5 separate regions of the Mus musculus genome follow, and regions 1, 3, 4 and 5 are each linked to region 2. The links are chromatin contacts, called in public HiCAR-type and HiChIP or PLAC-seq maps. All regions are on one chromosome and are shown on one strand. The core of a region is the stretch at or near the end of the contact, and the rest is flanking DNA. Distances in the headings are between cores, read along the strand shown.

Region 1 (2,700 bases), core at 167-2,666, 850 kb after region 2:
TTGTGCTAGTGTCTCTATTGCACAATGAGAGGCTTAATTAGATCATTCGTTGAGTTTTTTCCGTGGCACATGCCTGCAGTCCAAGAACTTGGGAGATGGGGGCAAGAGGATTGGGAGTTCAAGGTTATCTTTACCTACAAAGTAAGGAGTTCAAGGCCATCCTGGGATAGTTGAGATGTGAGATCTTATCTCTCAAAAGTAAGAGAGAGAGAGAGAGAGAGAGAGAGAGAGAGAGAGAGAGAGAGAGAGAGAGAGAGAGAGAGAGAGATCTGGGGGCCATGCTTGACCTCTTGCCTGGGAGCTTTTCCAAACTGGCCAGCCTGAAGCTATTTTCTGGGGGTGGTAATGGGAATAAGCATAGGGAGACTCTGGGGTTGTTTTTAATTTAACATCTTTGCTTTCGTAAGCAGAGAGAAGAAAGAATGAGATGCCCAAGAGACTTCTATGTATTCTTTCTGAAAGTGGAGGGGCTGAAATGAACACAATGTGGAATCTGTCTTAGCAATCCAGCAGGGACCTGGTCTTCTAAATTCTTTCTCTCGTGGTTACTTTGAGAATAGATCCAAGAAACACACTTTTTTTCTGAAGCACCGTTTCTTGCGCATGGAGCATGGGTCTAGTAGCCATTCTGCTTGTCCTCTACTCCCCTTCTCCTTTGTGGCAGGAAGAAGCAGCTGATATACTTTTAACCATTCCTTTCTTTTTAACCTTCATATGTCATTTTATTTAGGGTAGTATCTATTCTAAATACCACACAGCTACTATGGGGTATTTTAAAATTCAACGTGAAAGTTTATCTTTTAATATGAAAGCTTTGGTCCATTCACGTTTATTATGATCACTTGGCTCCCTGGATTGGTTAAAACCATTGTGTGTGTGTGTGTGTGTGTGTGTGTGTGTATGTTATCAGTTATCATATATCTGTATTAAGAATCTGCTTCATATTGAACATGAGAGATGAAAGAACATTTTCTATTGTTTTCACTCTCATATAAAGACTGCATGTGGGTGCTTCCCTATCGCCTTCAAGACATCTCTTTTATATGTCTTCCAACAATTTGAGGCCGGGAGATCAATTATAAGAAAGAAAATATTTCTTGGCTCAGAGAAGGAGTCTTGCTTCCCTCTTTCTGGACACATAGAAGTAGAGGAAAAGGCTGAGGAATGAGATCAGAGAAAACAACAAGCAGAGATGAGAGAGAGTAGCTTAAAGATCTGTCATAGCAAGTTACATTCACAATCTCAATCCTAGAATTCTATTTACCCAGGTAAGGACCCTGCTTGCAAGGCCTAGGACTATCAGTCTTCTGAGACTATGAGACTAGTAGTACGTTGCCTTTCTCTCTGCTCCAGCCTCAACCATCAGGACACTTCCCTCCCATAACCATGGCTGATGACCAACACTTGGAACACAAACACATAGCCTCCAGATGTCAGACTTTAGTTTCCAGGACATCCCGCCAGCCTTCAGCATTGCAGCTTCACCAGTGGCCAGCCTGCAAGATCAGTGGCCACACACTTTCTCTCAACCTGGTCTGCCTCTGGCAACAAGTGGAGAGCTGTACTGTAGAGGTCATGTATGTGTGGCCCAGCCGAAAGTATTTAAAGGGTGCTCCAGGGGACACAACCCACAGCAAGCAGCTGTGAACTGTTCCATTCTTGTGCTTCCAGCCAGAGTCCAAGAGTTTTCTCAGCCTTTTAATGGAGGAGGAAAATCAGTCCAAAATTCTGGTGCTTCCTGCTAGCCAGGAAGAGCCGTGCACATACACAGGAATACTCAGTGGACAACATGAGCACAGAGACCTACATCCACGTCAACAATCCAGAGTTTTGAGCTGCTCACACTGAAGAAAGCCTAGCTGCACCAATAGGACCTGTGATGACTTTCATCTTTGTTCAGATAGAACCCGCACTTTTTTCCAGTGACTGAGGCAGTGGCCTGTGGCAGGTGAGCTTGGCCAAGACACAAAACACACACACACAGGCCGGACTAGAGGAGCCTTGGCAGTCTCCACACATGCAGCTTTGGTGAGACCAGGGCCTAGATATGATTTAATTCCAGTGACATCTACTAGAGACAGGGGTCTCTGCTAGGGTGAGTGTTGGGAGCCTAGTGGACATGCCTTGCAGAGGTGTGTGTGTGTGTGTGTCTGTGTGTGTGTTCTCATGCTTGCACTGCCAGAGGCCACACTCAGGACCTCATGCATGCTAGGCCAGTGATTTACCATTTCCAAGACAATGTTTAAGTAGTCAAAGTTGAGGCTTTAAGGTGGAGAAGACAAAGTAAACTGTCTTAGTCAGGGTTTTTATTCCTGCACAAACATCATGACCAAGAAGCAAGTTGGGAAGGAAAGGGTTTATTCAGCTTACAATTCCATACTGCTGTTTATCACCAAGGAAGTCAGGACTGGAACTCAAGCAGGTCAGGGAGCAGGAGCTGATGCAGAGGCCATGGAGGGATGTACCTTACTGGCTTGCTTCCCCTGGCTTGCTCAGCCTGCTCTCTTATAGAACCAAGACTACCAGCTCAGAGATGGTCCCACCCACAAGGGGCCTTTCCCCCTTGATCACTAATTGAGAAAATGCCTTACAGTTGTATTTCATGGAGGCATTTCTTCAACTGAAGCTCCTTTCTCTGTGATAACTCCAGCTGTGTCAAGTTGACACAAAACTAGCCAGTACAATTGAGCCCGTGTCAAC
Region 2 (2,700 bases), core at 188-2,687:
GTGCACACATTTCTGTGTGCAACAAGTCCATGTGTGTGCCTGAGCTGTCATGCCTTTGGCTGAAGGGTCACTGAGGTGGGGTATGTCATTTTCAGTTGTGGCCTCCAGAACTCTGTATCTCACAGGAGAATATAGGTTGATTTGAAACACAGCCTAAAGAAAACAAGATGGGAAAACTCCGTTTAGAAAGTCCATATGCCATTTATTTAATATTTAACTCCAAGGAGCACTTGACTCAGCACCTCGAAAGCACACTAGTGTGGAGTTCACCTCTTATCGAGAACAAAAATAATTACTTTGGACCTATCCAGAATACAGTCCGAGCTTGAAGTGCACGAAAACCGGACATATTAAACAGTTTTCCTCTTCTGTTCAAAGTGCCAGAAAGGATCGACTACTCCTAGCTTAGTGGATCGTTAGAGAGAACAAAGACTTAGGGAGCTGAGAAGCAGGGTCTTATCTAATTATCACGTATCTAATTCTTCCTAGAACAGAAACTGGCTTAGAGAGACTGTGATTATATCGACCGACCAAGGTCACAAGTAACAGCTAAGTCCAGAATAGAAGCACCAAACTTCTTTTTTAGGACGTTCTAAACTGCCTCCCAACGAGTTGTGAATTAACTGTGACATGCTCTACGCATATAATACTTTGTGTATTAATAACTGGGCACTTGTTCTCCCAAGCGCCAACATTAGCAATCGATCGGGGTTAAAGGTACAGGAAGAAGGGTGAGATTAAAACGAGAAGGCCGCATGTGTGTGCGCGAAAAATCACAACTGAAGCAGTGCACGAGAACGAGCACAGAGTGGATTTAAGCGGGCGGGGGGGGGGGGATAATTCCCTCCGGGGCCGAGGGAGAAGGGAAGAAGGCACGCACGGGGAATAGTTGTAGACCTGAGTTCTGAATGGAGTGAAATGAGCCGGGAAAAGACCTATGACACATGGGTATGACGTATGCGTAACGGATTCCCACGGAGCAGATGCGCCAGCCCGGTCGGTGCCTGCCTCAGTTTCCCGCCCATGTAGTGGTGCGGGATGCTCTGGGATCTTCACTCACAGGACAAACGTCTTATTAAGCGAGGTCTGGGCTCGATATTTTGGAGATGCTGGGTCGACTAGGTCGAGGCGAAGACCGCCTCGTAAGCGGGTTGCACCCCCTGCGGTGACTCCCACCTCAGTCTGGTCTCCGGTGCCCGCTCCACAGCCATCGCATTTCCGGGACGGCCCGGGCTCAGCGGAACAGATTTTCTCCTCCTTATAGCTCTGTCATGAGCGCTTCAGTCTGAGCAAGCCGAATGCGAACCCTGACGGCGAGACCTGCGCGGGGAACTCGGACCCGCGCGTCTCTGGTTCACGCGGCCGCCGTGAGCCTCCCGCTCGGGTCCTCGGCGCAAGCTCCGCCACAGCCACTTCCGGTCGGTGCGCGGCGTCAATCTTCCCTCGGAAAGCCCGCGCCTGCAACTTAGAGTTTGGGGGCGCTCCAGCCGTTTCTCTGGAGCTGCAGTGTGGGGGACGTGTATTCTGTGATACCCGAGAGCATGTGGGCTTTCGTAGTCTTTTTTTTTTTTTAGGGGTCACCGAAAGTGAACTTTTTCTTTAGTTTTACGTTCGAAGATTTGGGTGGAAAGGAAAAGGCGCAGGCAGCGCAGTTTCCGGAGGACAAGGACTGCGTAGAGCAACCAGGAAGCGGCAGGGCTGGGAGTTGTTCCCGGTTCCCGCTGTGCTGTGGAGACTTCTTCACAGGGTCCCTGCGCCGAGGCCGGGCGCCCTTGGCGAGTCCCGCTCTGAGCGCTAGAACCCGGCTCCGGCCGGCCGTGCCCGAGCTGCCATGTCTTCCGACTTCGAAGGGTACGAGCAGGACTTCGCAGTGCTCACTGCTGAGATCACCAGCAAGATTGCAAGGGTCCCTCGGCTCCCTCCCGGTGAGTACCCTGCCCGGCCGGGCGGGGGCGGCCTGGAGAGCCGGGGGCCGCGGAACGCCGCCTGGGCACGCGGGGCTCGCTGGCGCGAGGCTGCTGTGGGTGGTGCTGGCGGCCCGGGGAGGGGTGCGTTCTGGGTAGTAGGTTGTGATTGGCATTAAATGTGCTTCAAATGCAAAGCACCTTCTGCGTGGAAACCATTTTGGGGGGGTGGCGCCTGTTTCCTACCCCACCGCTTTTTAAAAGCTTGTATAGCCTTGGAAACATTGCTCTGCATCTTGATTTCTTCTTTTTTCCTTTTCTTTTTTTTTTTCTATCTTTTTTTATCTTTTGTAAAATATGAGTATTCAAAGGAACTGTGTGAAAGTATCAAGATTGTGGATCTGTAAATGCAGCAGCAGCGTTGTCGTTTTAGTCAATAATTCTGTTATCCTTATTCGTGGCACACTAGAATGACGAGCTAGGATGCCTGAATTCAAGTCTAACCCTTGCCACTTAGAAGTTGTCTCCTAGGCAAGTTTTCGTTATCCTTCAAAACTTCCTTCTTGGTTCGAGAGACTCGTACCTCTCTCAGGGCGGTTGTGAAGATTAACTGATACGCAGCTGTGAAGCCCTGTGTCTTAGCTCTTGTTAGGATTCCTATTTTTCAGACCTCTGCCCTGATTCTGTGATTCTCATCTTTCTTGGGTATCTATAACCCAGTTTTATATGAAACTTCGTACAGGACAACTTTGCTCACTTTTACAATTCAGCATCCTCCAGGTATTACCCTGCATGC
Region 3 (2,700 bases), core at 48-2,547, 640 kb after region 2:
TAGTCCATGGCCAGAACCCTAGCATATTTTGTGTGTGATGAGGGTAAAGTCTTTGCTTACAGCTGTCAGAGTTCTTACATCTTCACACAGCCTGGATGGAGAGGAACCAGGCTCACCTATCCTCCAGGAGTGTGTTCATCCTATTCCTAAGGCTCCACTCTTGAGATTGCAATACAGTCAGCCTCTTGAAACCCTCACACAGAGGGACAGGGCTTCAGCACACGAATTTGAAGGCAGAGAGTGGAAGGGGAAACATAACCATTTAGTGCAGACCATTCTTTCTATACATTCTCTCCCCAGGTGAACTGACTTAGATCTATAATGTTAATATTATCTAAAACAAATGCTCCTCAAATCTGTATGTTCTGCTATAGAATCCCACAGAATCTCAGTCTTCTGTGACCAACCACGACGAGGTGTTTCCTTTACAGATCTGATGGGCATCTAGAAATGAGCACAAATCATGACCAGTCTTGGAATTTCTATTCTGTACTTATTCCCATGTGTACTGGCTAGTTTTGTGCCAACTTGACACAGCTGGAGTTATCACAGAAAAAGGAGCTTCAGTTGAGGAAATGCCTCCATGAGATACAACTGTAAGGCATTTTCTCAATTAGTGATCAAGGGGGAAAGGCCCCTTGTGGGTGGGACCATCTCTGGGCTGGTAGTCTTAGTTCAATAAGAGAGCAGGCTGATCAAGCCAGGGGAAGCAAGCCAGTAAGGAACATCCCTCCATGGCCTCTGCATCAGCTCCTGCTTCCTGCCCTGCTTGAGTTCCAGTCCTGACTTCCTTGGTGATGAACAGCAGTATGGAAGTGTAAGCCGAATAAACCCTTTCCTCCCCAACTTGCTTCTTGGTAGTGATGTTTGTGCAGGAATAGAAACCCTGACTAAGACACCATGTCATGATAAAGGACATTCCAGGCCTTCAGTTTTTTCAACTTCTCTTCTTCACCGCACCTCCCCATGTCTAACTCAGGAGTATTTTCCACCCGTTCCATGCTCTGAAACATTAACAAATCCAAGCAATCATTCCTTCCTACATGGTCCATCCTGTCTTCCATATCATTGTAGCACCTATCCCAGCCTAAGCCAACATCACCTTCTGCTTGGACAGGCGGACTAGTTTCCTATCTGATCTCTCTGCTTCTGCTTGCCCCTCCATTACAGTCGACATCGTATATAGGCTAATGTTTAAAAAAAAAAAAAAAAAAAAAAAAACCATGAGTCATACCATGTCCCTCCCAGTCTATTACCCTGTCTTATTTTCTTTTCCTGTTGCTATGACACAGTATATTGGCCAAAACAACATAAGGGAGAGTTTATTTTGGCTCTCAGTTCCAGGTGATGTCCCATCATGCTGAGGAAGTCAATGAAGCAAGAGCTTGAGGGAGCTGACCATACTGTGCCGGCAGTGGAGAAGCAGAGGGAAAGGCACGCATGTTTATTAATGCATGGTTGGTAATGCATGGTTGGCGTTCTTCATCACATACAGTCTAAGATCCCCTACCTAGGGGAATGATTCTATCCCCAATTAAGATGAATCTCCAACACCAATTTACACAAGCAAGAAAATCCCTCGCAGACATTCTCAGAGGCTAACCTTAATCAAGATATTCCTTCATGGGTGTGCCCTAAGGCTTTCCTCCAAGGAGATTCCAGATTCTGTCAGCTTGACAATACAAAATGGACTTCCATCCGGCTTGACCCAAACGGAACCTCTCTATATACGATCATCAGACTCTACAGGAACTGGCCTCTCTTCTATGGTCTCGTCCAAATCATGCTCCTATTGGCCCATGTGTTACATCACAGTGAATCTTTCCCCTGCTCCAGTCTCACCAGTTTACAGACTCTGATAGCAGCTATCACTTTCCTAGAGTACCAGTTATCAGAGACACTTCACAGAATCAGCTCTTCTACTGTTTGTCAATTCCCTCCTGCTTCGTCCCCAGAGAGGCCTTCCCTCCTTTGGTTGACTCAAGGTGCCCATTAGCTTATGCTTACTTACACTGGTCTCTGGTCCTACAGCTCCATCCCCATCATTGTAAGGTGCCCATGAGCTCACACATGGTCATGCTGCTGGTCTCTGGTCCTGCATCATTGTGTGTTAGCTCCTGTCCTGTAGAAGTGAAATGTCCTACTGAATGCCCTGAACTTGGCAGAGGGTCTAGGCTGCTGGAGGTTCTCAGTTGATGTTTGTCAAAGGAGTAGGTATATGACTAAAAGAAGAAGGAACCTGGACTCATAGATGGAGATATGAGGCCTTGTGTTTTAGCTCCATGTCCCTGAGAACTTGCTACTTATCTTTTCAAGCCATACCTATTTCCTGAGCCACCTACTCCAATGTATGATAGGTGTTAAGAAGTGGTCTCTGCCCTCCCAGAAAATGGGAAACAAGCATTCATGGATATTGGGAGCCATGAGAAGCCAACAGGGAGCACTCTCTCAGCCTAGAGGAAGAGGTAGCTGAATTGATACCTCAAAGATAAGTAGGTGTGGCCATAGTGGGCCAGAGAGGGGCACAGAAGGTTCAAAGACCCAAAGATGACAGAGAGAAAGCAGGTGGTGTGGGAGGGAGTAGCCTAGGACCATAGAGAGATGGGATGAAAGAAGAGGGGATGTAAGGAAGTAGGGAGGAAGGTAGAGGAGAGAGGAAGAGAAGAGAAAGAAGGGGAGAAGGAAGGGAGGGAGGAAGAA
Region 4 (2,700 bases), core at 126-2,625, 520 kb after region 2:
TCATTTGCCACTTGGAAGAAAAGCGCTTCGGGTGGGCAGGCAGGGAGCGGAGGCCCGGGGAGCAAGCTCAGGCTGCTTCCTGGGTTTGGGTTCCCATCATCTCCCTAACGCTGTTTCTTGGGAAAGATCTGAGAATCCAATGACCAGGGCTAAAATGGCTTCTGCTCTAAGTGCACCTGAAGCCTTCAGGCCATTCCTAGCAGGGTCAGTCTTTCTATTTGCGCCTGACCCCTTCCATCATTGAGGAAGACTGCTACCAGTATGGCCATCGGATGGGCAGGTGCTGGCTGTCCAAAGGGAGATGCCGGGTAGCTTCCATTTGTGGATTTGATCAGCAGAGTCCAGCTGCTTTCATCCTGTTGAAGGCAGGGATGAGATGAGCGGGTACAGACATCCGAATTGGCAATCTGAGAAATGCCGCAACCCAAACCCGGATATAGTGATAAATAATAAAGTGAAAATAATATCTTGACAAGTTAGAACCTGTGGCAGATTACGTACCCCAATCCCATACGGAGCACACAGTAGGACTCTAGCCAGAGGCTGGGCTGGAAAGAAGAGAGAAGAGAGGTGCACAAGGCTGGGTGGAAAAGGTGGCTTTCTACGGTTGGTTTGGGTAAAGTCACCCAGGCAGCTCGGACTTCCTTTCTGTGGTGCTCCAGGGCAGTAGTAGCCCCAACCCCATCTGCAGGCTTCCTGGCCAGTTTGTGACAAAAAGCCGTGTCTCTGATTCAAATAATGAGGGGATCCAGGGAGGTAGGAGTCCCATTTTCAGGAATCTCATTTCCTGTGTGGAACTCATGCTTTTGGGCGTGTGTGTGTGTGTGTGTGTGTGTGTGTGTGTGTGTGTATAGCTGTCTGTCTGTGTGTGCCTGTATGTATACACCGGTGTGTTGTGTGTTCACTGTATGTGGCACAACTGTGTATGTACCTGTGTATGTATATGTACACCTGTGTCCTCACCTGCATGTTCACCTGGGTGTGTATGTGTGTGTGCCCACTGTGAGGCACAACTGTGTATGCACCTGTGTACCCATGTATGTGTATATACACCTGTGTGTGCAGCTGCGTGTGCACTTGTGTGTGTGTGCCCACTGTGTGGCACAATTGTGTGTGTATCTGTGTATGAATATATACACCTGTTTGTGTACACCTGTGTGTGTGTGTGTGTGTATGTGTGTGCCCAGGTGAGAGTACCTCTGTGCTCCTGAGTGTATGCACACTCCTGCACTTCTTCCCATTGGTAGCCTTGGGCCAATGGCAAAGAGTGTCTATGTGCAGAATGGCGGGGCTGCCTTTTTGATGCCTACGCTGCTTGCAGGAGTGAAAGCTGGTGATGTCACTCCTCAGAGAAGAAGCAGGCTCACTGTTGAGTAGGCTGTCATAAAGCAGGCCCCAAGTCCACAAAACCCACCCTTGTCAGTGCCCATATCTATTAAGGATGGTAGTGGGGGATCTTTGGGCTGTAGTTTCAGCAGTGCATCAGGCAGTGGCCTGGACTGGGAAGAAATAATGTTTTTGAGCCTAAAGTTTGGCTGTTTTGAAGACTCTCTGGATTTTGAAATGTTTTCCGCTTCCCAGACCTTGAGCCTGAGTTCATCGTTGGTCCCGACTTACCTATATCCAATTTAGAGGCTTTTTTTTTTTTTTTTTTTTTTTTTTTTTTTTTGAGAATCTGTTAAAAACACCCTGGCTTTCAAGGCTGGGCCACTTGTCTGGCCTTCTCCTCCCACCCACCCAACCACTCCCACCCGTTTTGACCAAACCATGCAAACACTGGTATTCAAAAATATTTTGTTACTTTTCTTGGCAAAGGATTCCAAGAAGGAATTGCAACACAGTCTCGGAGTTAGGAGGCAACTTTCTGGGGTAAAAGGCGGGGTGCAGGGGAGGGGAAGTTTGGGGTTTGAATCAAAAACAGACTCTGAAGCTTTAAAACAAGCGAAGCAGAGCCCTTTCAGCTCCCGAGCCTTCGGTAGTGTGGGTCAGGCTTTAACGTGCCCAGTGGAAACTGACAGTCTGAGAACTGGGGCATAAACAAAAATGTCGTCCCTGGGAGTCTTGTTCACTGGACAATGTCTCAATTGTTCCTTTGCTTTCCAAGGCAGCGGGGGAGAGTGGAATATTAACTGTTTACTGTCCGAGGCTGGCTAGGGAACTGCTTAGAGAGAGTAAGATGGAAAGATAGAACTGCATTAAAAACGAAAAGAGAAGAAACTATTAAAAATGCCAGTAAATGACATGTCAATTGTAGATTGTTTTATGTGCCATCCACCTCTGTCCCGGGCACTCTTTGGGGTTTATGTGTATGAGCCAAGCAATAGCTTGGCATTGTTTCTTAAATCTGCATGGTAGCTTTGCACAACATCAGCTTTCAGAGATTGCTGCCTGTAGGTACCTGCTGCAGTGGCTATGAGGGTGGGGTTTAGGGAAGGAAGTATGATTTGTGATAACAATTTAAATTTTAGCTTTCAGTTGGTTAAGTCTTGTTAGCCTTTGCTGTTCCTAAAAACTGATTCAGTGGACTTAATAACACTCCCCCACCCCCAGATCAAGTGGTTGGGATTTTCAAAAACAAAACTAAAGATTCAGGCTCCCTTGTAAAAATACACTTAGTGCTTAATAAAGGGAGAAAAGTAACTTTGTCTTGGAGGAGGTTGGAGGCACAAAGGGAGGCCAGCGTTCTATTCACACTTGAAC
Region 5 (2,700 bases), core at 162-2,661, 680 kb after region 2:
ACGGCTCCGTGCAGGGAGCAAAATGGAAGAGACCTGTCTGCCCACCGTCCCCTTTCACCCCATGTCTATCTGCCCTTCCTCCAGCGCTCAGCAAGCCCATAGGTCTCTGTATGCTTACCTGCGCTGCTCTCGGCTTGACTTGCTCATTTATTCACCAAATATTTACTGAACACCTGCTGCATACCCAGCACCATGTGAGGAACTGAGGAGAGAAACACAAACAACAGATGATCCCCCTAAGAAGCTCACAGTTCAGTGGGGGAGGAGAACCTACAAGCGAATTGATCATTAGGAATCCCTCTTGTCACTCAGGTCACTTGTCACCTCCTTCAGGAGGCCTCTTTCCTTCTCCCTTCTGGTCCTGCAGAACCGACCACTCTCTCTGTGTTGTCCTTCTTCACGGATGCTGGTCCAGTGCTCATTACATTGTGGGGAGGGGGCAGGAGCATGGATATCCTCTGGCTCACAAGCTCCAGTGGGAAACAATCTGAAGAGGGATGTTATTTCTATCTACATCTGTTTCTGTTGTTTACCAGTTGTGTGATTTAGGCTAAGTGACTTCATTTCTCTAATCTCAGGTGTCGTATGGGGTGTTTCCTACCCGGAAGGGTTATATTGAGGACTGAAAAGTGAAGAGAGCACATACCTGTAGTTACTGCTAATTTCCTTCTCCTATCTGAATTTCAGCATCTCTTAGCGCTAAGCATTGGTGGGATCACTTGGAAAGGAATAGGATGGAGTCTTAAGTCATTTAAAAGTCGGTAAATAAGTGTGGGGAGATAATTAACAGGGGAGTCTGCTGGAGCCTTGGGCTGGGAGGTAGAGGACTTCAGGATGCTGGACTCAACATCTGTCCTCCATAGCGATGGTTCTCATTGTGGGGGTGGGGTGGGTGTGTGGAACGCGGGTGATTCCCCTCCTCCAATGGCATTTTGTAAGGCCCGGAGACATTTTGGTTGTAACGATTCTAAATATCTTACAATACCCAGGATGGCCTCCTCTCGCCTCAGCAAAAAGAACCCTTTCGTTCAATATGTTTAATGGTCACAAGTTTGGGAAACCCAATTTAGAGCCTTTTTACTCAAAATGTGGTCTTCAGACCAGCAGCCTCAACGTCATCAGAGTGATCGTCAGAGTTGCAGAATCCTGGCTCTTGCCTACTACATCAGAATCTGTTTTTTATCAGCTCATTGTGGATGTGAAGACATACACTCCAGTCAGGGAAGAAGGCTTCTAGATAGGATTAGGACTGACAATGAAAAATCCAGTACTCAGGGTAGACAGTCCTCAGGCTATACAGAGCCCAGACTGTACAGTGCTCAGGCTAGACAATGCTCAGGCTAGAGAGTGCTCAGGCTTTACCCCATAGCAATGAATCAGAACCCCTGGGGAAGACCCTGGACACAGACATGTTTAAAATCTCTCAGATGATCTCAAAGGGGAGCTGGGATGGCAAGTCATCTACAAGCCCATGCTCTGATGATGTGGGGAGATTTGTCAGCGAATGTTGGTTCTAAAATAAACAGAGTTCAAGGGCTGGGGAAAGGACTCATTCAGTAAGCATTCCTACAAGCACGGGGACCCAAGTTCAACAAGCAGAAACTGGAAATGCTGGAAACTTGTAATTCTAGTGCCAGGAGGCACAGATAGGCAGATATCAAGGGATTGCTTGCTGGCCAGCCAGCCCAGCTTCAGGTCTTAGTAAGAGACGTGTCTCAAAAACAACAACAACAACAACAACAACAGCAACAACAACAACAAGGCTTTTGAAAGAGAAACTGGAGGCTAACCTCTGGTCTCCACACATATGTGCATGTATATGCATGCCACAGGCACAGTGGTGCACCCATACTTACACACAGTCTCTCTGCATATAAAAATCTGGGTAGAGTATATTCAACTATTCATGGTGCCCATTTTGTTGTGATCTGTGGAAGCTCATAGGTCCTACTAAGACAGTTGTGACCATAGTTTGAGTCATGACCACACATGCGTCAGTTTTCTTGTATACTGAATTTTTTCTTTTTGATTATCCTCTGAGGGATTTGACAGATAAGCAAACAGATGAGTGAATGGTGTTATCTAAGTACTAGTGTGGAAGATGTGTGCCCTGGATATTAGACACAGGGATCCACTCACCAATAGGCTCTCCATGGAAGAAACAGGATCCCAGGAAGGCTTCAGAGTTAGGTCTCCAAAGAGGAAAGAGCACACGTCTGCTTCCTGTCTAGGCTGTTCTGAAAAGCGAGCCTATTTAGACTTAGGGTCTAAATGCATTCCTTCTAAGCATTTCGCACTCTGACTTCTAATTAACACGGGTCCCTACTTCTTCCTGGCTCTCAGTCATTAATGATCATATCAGTGCTCAGCAGATAAAGGCTTCTTCTTACGGTGGTTGAGGGGAAAATAAGGGTTCCAGCAGGTTCTGTGGCTCCTGCCTCCTAGGTGGAATGGGAGCCCTTCTGCACACCAGTACATGAATGACCTTCACTTCTTAAAAACAGGTCATAGTTTTATCATGCTGGGATAAAGGGTTAGAAATGGGCTAACCTCATCAAACACTTCCGTATCTGATCTGACCTTCCTAGCCGAGGGTCATGGACACCATGGAAGGGTTCCATTTGCTGGGTGATTTCCAGTGTGGTTGTCTTCTCCTCTGAGTTTTGGCTGTTGAGTTAAGTGGGTGTGCTGTGGGAACTT

Evidence for each region. HiCAR-type assays count read pairs that join an accessible place to other places. HiChIP or PLAC-seq counts read pairs in DNA pulled down with a chosen protein or histone mark.
Region 1: an H3K4me3 HiChIP or PLAC-seq map of embryonic limb bud shows a contact between it and region 2, with 7 times the contacts expected there. The contact joins the enhancer-like site here to the promoter of Vti1a in region 2. A contact is called at or near these places in 4 of 39 promoter capture datasets (the 3T3-L1 cell line, cranial neural crest, embryonic stem cells and 1 more), 1 of 15 datasets of contacts at CTCF or cohesin (the NIH/3T3 cell line), 14 of 115 datasets of contacts at active chromatin or transcription factors (SST interneurons, craniofacial prominence, embryonic basal ganglia and 9 more) and 1 of 9 other capture datasets (pancreatic islet).
Region 3: a contact with region 2 is called in a FOXA1 HiChIP or PLAC-seq map of pancreatic cancer cells. The contact joins the enhancer-like site here to the promoter of Vti1a in region 2. A contact is called at or near these places in 2 of 39 promoter capture datasets (the SN4741 cell line and embryonic stem cells) and 4 of 115 datasets of contacts at active chromatin or transcription factors (astrocytes, embryonic forebrain, large pre-B cells and 1 more).
Region 4: a contact with region 2 is called in a HiCAR-type map of astrocytes, with 2.2 times the contacts expected there. The contact joins the enhancer-like site here to the promoter of Vti1a in region 2. A contact is called at or near these places in 3 of 39 promoter capture datasets (the 3T3-L1 cell line, the SN4741 cell line and liver), 5 of 115 datasets of contacts at active chromatin or transcription factors (astrocytes, bone marrow-derived macrophages, large pre-B cells and 2 more) and 1 of 9 other capture datasets (adipose tissue).
Region 5: a contact with region 2 is called in a FOXA1 HiChIP or PLAC-seq map of pancreatic cancer cells. The contact joins the enhancer-like site here to the promoter of Vti1a in region 2. A contact is called at or near these places in 1 of 39 promoter capture datasets (embryonic stem cells), 3 of 115 datasets of contacts at active chromatin or transcription factors (large pre-B cells, pancreatic cancer cells and pro-B cells) and 1 of 9 other capture datasets (embryonic stem cells).

What each region holds. Positions count from the first base shown.
Region 1 is chr19:56,160,880-56,163,579 of GRCm38.p6, forward strand. The region is part of intron 1 of Gm31965 (a long non-coding RNA gene); the gene reads left to right. Among named protein-coding and RNA genes, the nearest start is that of Gm31965, 7.1 kb to the left of the region's middle. Within about 2 kb of position 1,417, at least 13 of the 459 cell types and tissues checked have an H3K27ac peak or open chromatin away from gene starts, as enhancers often do.
Region 2 is chr19:55,314,620-55,317,319 of GRCm38.p6, forward strand. Vti1a (vesicle transport through interaction with t-SNAREs 1A) reads left to right here and starts at 1,438. Exons shown (of 8, transcript NM_016862.4): 1 at 1,438-1,925. The coding sequence starts at 1,832. Zdhhc6 (zinc finger, DHHC domain containing 6) reads right to left here and starts at 1,417. Exons shown (of 11, transcript NM_025883.4): 1 at 1,177-1,417; 2 at 1-153.
Region 3 is chr19:55,955,639-55,958,338 of GRCm38.p6, forward strand. No RefSeq gene overlaps it. Among named protein-coding and RNA genes, the nearest start is that of Gm52391, 19 kb to the left of the region's middle. Within about 2 kb of position 1,298, at least 15 of the 459 cell types and tissues checked have an H3K27ac peak or open chromatin away from gene starts, as enhancers often do. A contact at or near this core is called in pancreatic cancer cells, where this site is marked.
Region 4 is chr19:55,836,161-55,838,860 of GRCm38.p6, forward strand. All of the region lies in intron 5 of Tcf7l2 (transcription factor 7 like 2, T cell specific, HMG box), which reads left to right. Among named protein-coding and RNA genes, the nearest start is that of Gm31734, 94 kb to the left of the region's middle. Within about 2 kb of position 1,376, at least 116 of the 459 cell types and tissues checked have an H3K27ac peak or open chromatin away from gene starts, as enhancers often do. A contact at or near this core is called in adipose tissue, astrocytes and stem cell-derived neural progenitor cells, where this site is marked.
Region 5 is chr19:55,994,415-55,997,114 of GRCm38.p6, forward strand. No RefSeq gene overlaps it. Among named protein-coding and RNA genes, the nearest start is that of Gm52391, 58 kb to the left of the region's middle. Within about 2 kb of position 1,412, at least 19 of the 459 cell types and tissues checked have an H3K27ac peak or open chromatin away from gene starts, as enhancers often do. A contact at or near this core is called in pancreatic cancer cells, where this site is marked.